Regions from separate parts of the Capsicum annuum genome. Here region 2 is linked to region 1. A link is a contact called in public Hi-C data. All regions are on one chromosome and are shown on one strand. The core of a region is the stretch at or near the end of the contact, and the rest is flanking DNA. Distances in the headings are between cores, read along the strand shown.

The links. A called contact is a pair of places that touch in the nucleus more often than the background predicts.
Region 2: a contact with region 1 is called in a Hi-C map of leaf, with 2.7 times the contacts expected there. The contact joins the promoter of LOC107863414 here to the promoter of LOC107863421 in region 1. A contact is called at or near these places in 4 of 5 Hi-C or Micro-C datasets (bud, leaf and placenta).

What each region holds. Positions count from the first base shown.
Region 1 is chr3:197,403,336-197,408,003 of UCD10Xv1.1, forward strand. It overlaps LOC107863421 (protein LPA2), which reads left to right and starts at 2,184. Exons shown (of 2, transcript XM_016709330.2): 1 at 2,184-2,747. The coding sequence starts at 2,318.
Region 2 is chr3:197,864,766-197,869,433 of UCD10Xv1.1, forward strand. It overlaps LOC107863414 (UDP-glucuronate 4-epimerase 2), which reads left to right and starts at 2,526. Exons shown (of 1, transcript XM_016709317.2): 1 at 2,526-4,446. The coding sequence starts at 3,026. The coding sequence ends at 4,255.

The sequences.
Region 1 (4,668 bases), core at 934-3,433:
TCATCCAACTAATATGAGTGCAATACACTCGCCAACACGTGGCATGCCATGTCATTTTTCAATGACACGTACATGCCACATAGGAAATTAAATATTTAAATATATAATCTTTCTTATACTACTTACTCTTTTTTTTTTTACTTTCCTACTCTCTTTTCTCTTCCTATGGCTGACAATTCTAGCACTACGGTCAACACCGCCAATAGCATCGTGGCGGCAAACCTGTCAGAATCGAAAAGTTGTGGTGACCAAGCCGATGAGATCGATCAAGCAGAGCAACAGTCTTCTGCCGTCGCCGACATAGATATCAGATAATAATAATAGTAAAGGGAGTTTCTATTATATGACAAAATTATAAATTTTTTTGTAAAAAAAAAAGTCATGAGGAAAGTGGGGAACTGGTGGGGGTATTTGGTGCAGGGTGAGGGAGATGGGCTGGTGCAGGGGTGGGAGGTTAGCAATTTTCAAAAGATTGTCACCGGAGTCAACAACAGGGGTCGTTTGGTCGCCGATTAAGATGGTGTTTTTGGCGATATTTCGCCGAAAAATTCGAGTGGCCTAAACTGTTGTTTCTTCCTTTTTTTCACTCTATTTTTCTCACTATTTTCTTTGATTGTCACTCTTTTCTGATTACTCTTTCTCTATTTTTCTCCGACCAACTCTTTTTCTTTCACTCAATTTCCCTCTCCCTGTTCTATTTCTCTCTCGATCTATTTGATTTTTCTCTATCTTTCTCCTAATTTTTGCCTACTATTTTCCTCCTCTAAATCCCTTTTTTCGTCTATGGAGTATTTGCTCCCCTCCCCTGTTTTTCGTGTATGTATGTGTAGCAGTTTATTTGATGGAGAAGAAGTAAAAAATAGAGGAATGGGGAATGAGACTGGTGCGGGAGGTGGGGGATGAAGAAGAAGGGTCCTTTTTTATTTCTTTTTTAAAAAATTACAGTTATTTTAAAAAAATTAGAGGTAAAAAATTGGCTTCACACGCTAAAATGCGCGTGTTTTACACCCATTTTGCCAAATCATCAAATTAATGCCACATGAGCAAATAAGAGTTTAAAATATTGAATTGCGTGGTTCAGATGACAAATGTATAAGTAAGAGTATCCACTTTACAAATTAGACCAAGTACAAGAATCCATCAAGCTATTTTGCTTATTTTTAAGACAATGTAATTTACTTATCAAACACTAAAAAGTAAGTAAAATATTCACTTATTATCACTCTGAAAGAGATGAATTCGTTGTTAGGAATCATTAAATCCTATAAATGATTATTTGGGTATGTCATAAAACTTTTTTGAAAGACAAGAATCAAATAATTTTCTGTAGTGGAACAAAATATCTCTCATCTCTCCTCAAATAGATTTTTTTTTAAATTTTCAAAAGAATGTTGCTATGTTGTTTTGAAGGGTGCACTAATTCCTTAATTTAGAGTGTGCAAGAACCGAACCAACCAATAAACCAAACCGATAAAAATGTTATTGGGTTAACGATTTTTTATTGGTTTATAAAAAATTTTATTGGGTAAGCGGTTCGATTTTGATTTTAACTTGTTGGATTATCGGTTTAAGGATACACTAAATTATTGTTTTACTTCTATTTGTGTTATATATATAAATATTTATATTAATAATATATATATATATATATATATATATATATATATATATATATATATATATATATATATATATATATACACACACACTACTTATTCAGATTTATAAAGTATTAACCTATTCAGTACAACAAAGACATAATACAAAGCTTGGGTGTTGTCGTATTGGAAAGCTTGAAGGATTTAGTTGCTTTCAATAATTAGGATTCAGTTTTTTTCCAAACTAACATTCAGTTCAAATTTGAAGATTCTTATAAACTAAAACGCATTGCTTATAATTTTGGCAGCAACTAAGTTTTTTTTTTTTTGGTTGTTACTATTTTTATTTTATGAATATTTTCTTATCGGTTAAACCGAAAATCGAACCGTTAAACACCAAAAATCGAAAACCGATAAGAATATCTTATTGATTTTGTATATTTAAAAAACAAAAATTGATAAACTGAACCAATAATACATAAAATCGAACTAAACCGACCAATGCACACCTACCATAATCCAGTATCAAAGAAAATATTTTTCAATTAAAAAAACAAATGAGAAACTCACTTTATTTTCCGAAGAAAATATTTTCGTCCTTCTAATGTTGTACGGTTGTATTCTACTTGATCCCATCCAAAAGCCAATTGATTTGGGGGTGATAATTAAAGAAGGAAAAAAGAAAAGAAAAAGAGGGAGTTGAACAAACAAAACTGAAAATGGCGCTACTATTGAACTCACCACATACCAAGGGACCTCATCTTCTTCTCCAGTACTCCCACACCTACCCGCATCCCCTCAGAAATTTGTCCATCAAATTCCAGGACACTTCTTCTTCTGATGATAGTAAATCTAGAGAGGACACCCCATCATCATCATCATCATCTACGGTGACCAAGAAGGCCACCAGCTCCAGCTCGAGTTCCTTAGGTTTTGGCTCATCTGTTTCGACATCGAAGAAGAAACAACAAAAGGGGAAAAGAGAGAGGGACACAATTATTCGACGAGAACCCATTCAGAAGCCCAGTTTTGCTACCCAACCAGCGGTGGAATCGAAGGAATTTCAGAAAAATGAGAGTGCTTTTCTTCTTGCTTGGTTAGGACTTGGCGGAATTATCCTTGTAGAGGGTATTCTCCTTGCTGCCTCTGGTAAAATCATTGCCCACCCTTTAATTGCATTTTCTAATTTCGCTCCTTTTTTCTTCACGCTTAGTAAATATAAAGAGTAGCTTCTTTTCTTTTGATAAGTGAGTGATTATCTGATTAACTTTTAGGTTCTTGGTTATTGTTAGAGTTGGTTAGATTTCCCACATTGGTTTGGGGGGTGGGGGGTGGGGATGGACCAGTGGTTTGCTTATATGTACTTGCGCAATCCTTCCTCGTGAGCTATCTTTCCTGGCTGAGTTAGGCCCAGGTTCTCAATTAAATTCCCTTCATCAGGAAATTCAGAAATTGTACTGTGCAAATAGGGCAAAGCAAACTGTTTTGGTTAATCCCCTTGTCATAAGAGACTAGTGTTGTGGTAAAGGGGTTCAAAAGTTGCTTAGATCACATGTTCAAATCCTAGGTGTGACACTCTAGTACTTGTTTTAGATGCACAGGTTACTTGTATATGTGTCTAGTCTCTATTTGTTCTTGGTTGCCTCTTCCCATTTATAAGTAAGAGCGCAGCTAAATAGAGGGGAAGAGTTCAATTCAATTCCCTTCATCGGAAATTCAGAAATTTTACTGTGCAAATCAGTCAAAAACAAACTCTTTTTGTTATATATGAACTGTTGAATCCCCTTAACATAAGAGAAGATTCTATTGTAGTGGCAAAGGAGTTCAAAAGTTGCTTTAGATCACATGTTCAAAATCTTAGTGTGTCACTCTATTACCTGTTTTAATTCACTAGTATGATTTTTTTTACATCACCCCACTGCATACTCAAATTATGTCATTGGGTAGCAATAAGCTAATATACTTTACATGATGTTTCCTAATTATTCTTGGGATATATCACGAACGAACATTTCCTGTGTTTAATGATGTTTCTAAGTCATGATCTCTTACTCCCAGGGTGATCTTTTGAAATCAGTAATGTGCATTACATCTATGAAAAATAGTGATATGCCTATGACTTATATGACATGGCTGTGCCTTAACTAAGTGCATCAGTCAGATATGAAAGCACACTTGAGTTGAGAAAAAAAATAATGATGGTAACAACTACATCACCTTTCTCAATAGAAAATGAAAACTAGATATAGTTATTAATTGTAAGTAATACAAAGGATAACTCTGTCACATTGTTTTTTCAAAGATGCTGAGCTTATTATTGAAATAGCATTAAAAAAGTGCTGTAAAAAATAGGCCAAACACATTGCCAACCCCCTAAACTTGGCACGAACTTTCATTTTGGCACCTCAACCAACCATTATTCATTTTAAGCACCTAAACAAGTGTCCAAGTGTCTCATTTTGCCACCTTTTGCTGACATAGCACATTGTGTGTGTTGCACGAAACTTAGGCGCGTGAGAAGCTCTGTTTTATGATTTTTCAATTTTTTTTACCTTCTTCTACTTCTTCTTCTTCTTCCCTTTTTCTTCCTCCACCAAGTCCACGTTCCACCACCTTTAACTACCACTGGTAAGCTTTTTTTCTTTGGTAATTTTTTTTAACCTTCTTCTTCTCCCTCCACCAACTCCACCTTCCAACATCAGCACCATCACCATGCACCAAACTACCACCAATAATTTTAGAATTACAAATACGTAGAGGAAAAAAAGCATCACATACTAATTTTGAAGAACTTTAGAAAAATCTGAAAGAATACAATGGAAAAAATAAAGAATACTAGATGCTGTTTATATTTGTTAATCTACATCAATTGAAAAAATAGTTTGACAAAAATATTGACATTTTTCGTTGAGCCAGAGTTCACGGTCTTGTGTGTCTAGTAAGTGTTAGACATTGGGCGATGGACTATTGTTGTGTGAGTGTGGTGGTGGTTGGGGGGGTTGAAGAGGCACACACGGACTGTAAGGAATTCTTAATTCACCTCAGAGCCAATTTTAACAGTTCTGACCAT
Region 2 (4,668 bases), core at 1,276-3,775, 460 kb after region 1:
CATAAAGAAATCTACATTGGCTTTCGTAAAGGTTGCCAGGAATTTTTCCATCTCTGTATTTGCTTATTGAAGCTCCTCTAAGATAGATGGTTTTATTTTTTTAGGACGTCTTCCCTTACTGACTCTTAATGGTTCATGGGGGGAGTCAGAGAAGCTTGGGATGGAGGATTCGGAGGGATCTATGGCACGAAGTTTAGTGTCTCTAACTCCGAGAGGTAGGGTTATTGGGGTAACAAGGCAGACTTTTGAACCTGTGGCTCACAAAGGAGTTGAACTCGTGGTAGTTCATGATGTTCAGGGTCCTTATCATTTGAGCTTGCATCCAGGTTTGGGCCCAGAGCTGATGCCCCAACCCCTCGGTTATCTTTTCTATCACTTCCTTGATGATTTAGTCTATCCACGCTGTGTCCTCGATCACAAGTATATTTGTTGGTCCCCCACTATGACGCAGTGGGATATGGACTTTCCCATTAGTACTAGTTTCGCCCATGATATTGGAAGTCTGGTGGGAGGATGAGGGGCTGAGACAAAGATTAGTGGCTCTTTGAGAGGTGAAGTGGTTGAGGATGATGGTTCTGCCATTGATGGTTTGAGATTCCTTAGGCGTGTCTACTAATTTTGGTAAGGGGTTGTTGTTTTGATTAAAGCTTAAGGGGGTTATTAGGGGAGTTAATTGACATAACTACTTCGGTCATGTCAACCGTCTTAGGGTGATCATTAGCCCTAATACCGACTTTGATTAACTCCTCAGAAGTTGCAGAGACAGAGGCCTCCATTGAAGCATTGTTGGTTAAAATGGAGAGTAGGACCTGGAAAGCTGCCCAAATTAAATGAGGGAGGGTCAGCGGATTTAATTAGGGGGCTGTGGTTGGTGGGTTCCAAGGTGCCACGTTTATGGTATTTACTGCCATTGGCAGTATTTTTATTGATAAGGTGGCCCGTGGGACTGACATTCGATTTATTTCTTTTCTTCCCTCTACTTTTATTATTCGTATTATTATTTTTTTGGTATCTTATGGGGTAACTATGTTGATTTTGGAGTTGCTAAGCAGTTGAGTAGCAGTGGGCGTACCTGGGCTGGCCATGTCCATTTTTACCTGGGCTGATTGTCCTGCTGTGTTATTTTGCGTCCATGGCTTGGTGATATGTGTTTTGGTGGGGATCTTCTTTTTTAGAAGGAGATAATCTGCGTCATTTTCCTCAGAGAAATTTTGAGTGGGAGTGGGTTTAGATGGTCCAGCTTCCATGGTGATTATAGGCCTGCCATGGATACAGTTTGTGGCATTATGGCCGAGTCTACCACATCTAGTGCAGAGAATTCTTTCTCCTTCATAAAAAACTCGTTGTTGGTGACTGTCAATGGTCACCTGGGTTTTTAGAGAAACATCCAGTAGAACATGGATGCATATGCGTGCATACCTTCCTCATAGAGTGGAGGATGTGCATGTATCGATTTTCAGCAGAGCTCTCAGTTTCGACCCTATCCGTTCCAAGATTGTCTGGTCGTAGAATTCAGTCGGTAGTTGCGGTAGTTTGAGCCATATTGCTGTGTGAGTTTATGTTGCTTCGTGAGGTGCAAAATTTGGCTCCCATTGCCTAACTGACAGGAAGTGGTCAGTTACAAACCAGGGATCGCCATGGAGGGCTTTCAGCATATTCTCCGACCTAGTAAATTTGACTGTATAAAAGTCATTTCCCAAATCAATGAGGATAAGGGGTTCTGTTGGCTTCCATGTGTCTTGTAAATTGGTTTTTAAATAATTATGTGCTAGTTTTTTATTGAATAGCTTAACAATTACTAAGAATTGCCATGGTCGGTAGATTCAAGCTTTGTCTTCCTCTGATAGATCGATTATGTCGTTATCTTTATTTGCTCCGATTGGGCGCTTTCCCATCTTGTAATCATAATTCTTATTGATGGAGCAAGTTTTGTTTAGCAACTTGTCTTTGAAACTGTCGCACTGAATTGAGGAGGTTACAGCATTTGTTTGGTGTTGTTCAATTGGCACCATGTCTTGTGGTTCTGGCGGTACTAGTAGCTGGGTCGGCGGTACTTTCGTCGATTGGGGCATTGAGAGAGAATCTTCTCTCACACTTTTAACAGAAGATAGATATATCCTTCTTATTGTTGTTTGAGTAATTTTGATAAAGCTGAGCCAATTTTCTTGCAAATAAAATAGTCGAGCATCCAATTCCTATAATTATCTATTAAATTAAATGTATTTTTTGTAGATTTTATTTTGATCTACTTAAATTTTTTCTACGGCATTTAAATTCAGAACTCTCAAATAACTAACAAGGATTAAATTATCCTGAAATTGTAATTCCAAAATTATAATTTGTGAACTAATTTATCTTAGTTGAAAGATTGAAATGAAATAATTTCATATTCTTATGATTAAATTAAGATTAAATGTATACATTATTTAATTGACAAAATAAACTTATCCAAAATTTAGTTCAGAAATATTTGATCTTATTCCACCTACCAAACCAGATTAATAAGACAGGAGGAGGAATTATTAGTGATGGAAATGAGAAAAGGGACAAGACTACACCCTTACGGTCAATTTGGTGAGAAAAGATATTTAATTTATCTCCGTGACGATGATGTACGTACGGTCTCAGACTTGCAAGTTTCATCCTAACCTCTTTTCCCCCTCTTAACGGTTGTTTTCTCCCCCTCTCTCTCATATTCTTCTCTCTTTTCCACATGTACAGAAACAAACCCCCACTCTTCTTCTTTTGACTCATTTGCACACGATATTCCTCTATTCCTCCCCCTTCTCTTTCTCTCTTTCTGTTAATAATATTCCTCACCCGCTTTTCAAGAAATACCTATATTATCCTTTCCCATATTATAGTTCCTACCATTCACTTTTGAATTTCAAATTTCAGCCCCCATTTTATGTTGTCAAGATTTTTCTCCATGTTCTCGGAGAATGAAGCATTTCTTGTTGTTGTAGATTGTATATTCGTACTGCCAATTTAGCCATCAATTGTGTGAGAGAGCGGAAAAAAAAAAATGAACATGGACAAGCACCGGAGATGGACATATTCAATAACGAAGCTTGTCTTTTGGACCACCCTTTTTGCAGGTACCCTTCTTTTCATGTGTTTCCACTCTCATCCTCCGTCTGGTTCTCAAACCGTTTATCCCAAAGTGAAATGGGATGGGAACCCACAATGGGAAAAGCGGGTAAAACTTTCTGCCCGTTCACGTTCCGGTCATTTCTCCGTACTTGTTACCGGCGCCGCCGGTTTCGTTGGGTCCCATGTCTCCGCCGCCCTCAAACGCCGTGGTGATGGCGTCGTTGGACTCGACAATTTCAACAGCTATTACGACCCGTCGTTGAAAAGAGCCCGTCAGAAACTGTTGGAAGAGAAAGGGGTTTTCGTCATTGAAGGAGATATCAATGAGAATAAACTGCTTAAAAAGCTTTTCGACATTGTTGCATTTACCCACGTAATGCATTTAGCTGCACAGGCCGGCGTTCGTTACGCGATGAAGAATCCTGGTTCTTACATCCACAGCAATATAGCAGGTCTCGTTAGCCTTTTCGAGGCCTCCAAATCGGCTAATCCGCAACCTGCAATTGTTTGGGCATCATCCAGCTCTGTTTATGGGCTGAATACCAAAGTACCCTTCTCAGAAAAAGATCGAACGGATCAACCAGCGAGTCTATACGCCGCCACAAAGAAGGCTGGTGAAGAGATTGCACATACGTACAATCATATCTATGGTCTTTCGATTACAGGGTTGAGATTCTTCACTGTTTATGGACCGTGGGGACGGCCAGATATGGCGTATTTCTTCTTCACAAAGGACATACTAAAAAGAAAGGCGATTTCGGTTTTTCAAGGTTCAAATAACAAAAGTGTAGCAAGGGATTTTACCTACATTGATGATATAGTGAAAGGGTGTTTAGGGGCATTGGATACAGCAGAGAAGAGCACAGGAAGTGGTGGAAAGAAGAAGAAAGATGCGCAATTAAGAGTGTTTAATTTGGGGAATACTTCACCAGTTCCGGTTACCAAGTTAGTTAGCATATTAGAGAAATTGCTCGAGGTAAAGGCTAAAAGAAATGTCTTGCCATTGCCAAGAAATGGGGATGTGATGTTTACTCATGCTAATATCAGTTATGCGCAAAAGGAATTTGGATATAAACCAACTACAGATTTGCAGATGGGACTACAGAAATTCGTTAATTGGTATCTTGATTACTATTCAATTAGTGAAAAGAAGACTTATTGATTTAGATGCGTACCACGAGGAATATATCAAAAGCTTGTATATAAGCGTTTTAATTTTTTGTTGTTACTTTCTTTTTTCTTGGATAAGCTGTATTAATTACTTTCAGTTAGGGGGATTCATCATGCTAATGATCTCACAGTGTTAATGAACTGCGGTTCCATCAAAATGTGCTTCCATTTTTTCATGTCTTCTATTCCTCTCTCTATGATTGTGATTTGTGTGAATGGTACTTCCTAGTTCATTGCTTGCAAGTCGATCTGGAAGCATGTGCAGTATTTGTTTGTATAAATCATACTGCATTCTTTTCTTAGTCGCTTCGTTCCTTTTAGGGGAAAGAAATTCACTTCTTGGTAGATGATTACTTCTTAATTGTGTCGATACAGTTTGGTCACTTGAATTCAGGTACTTCTGTG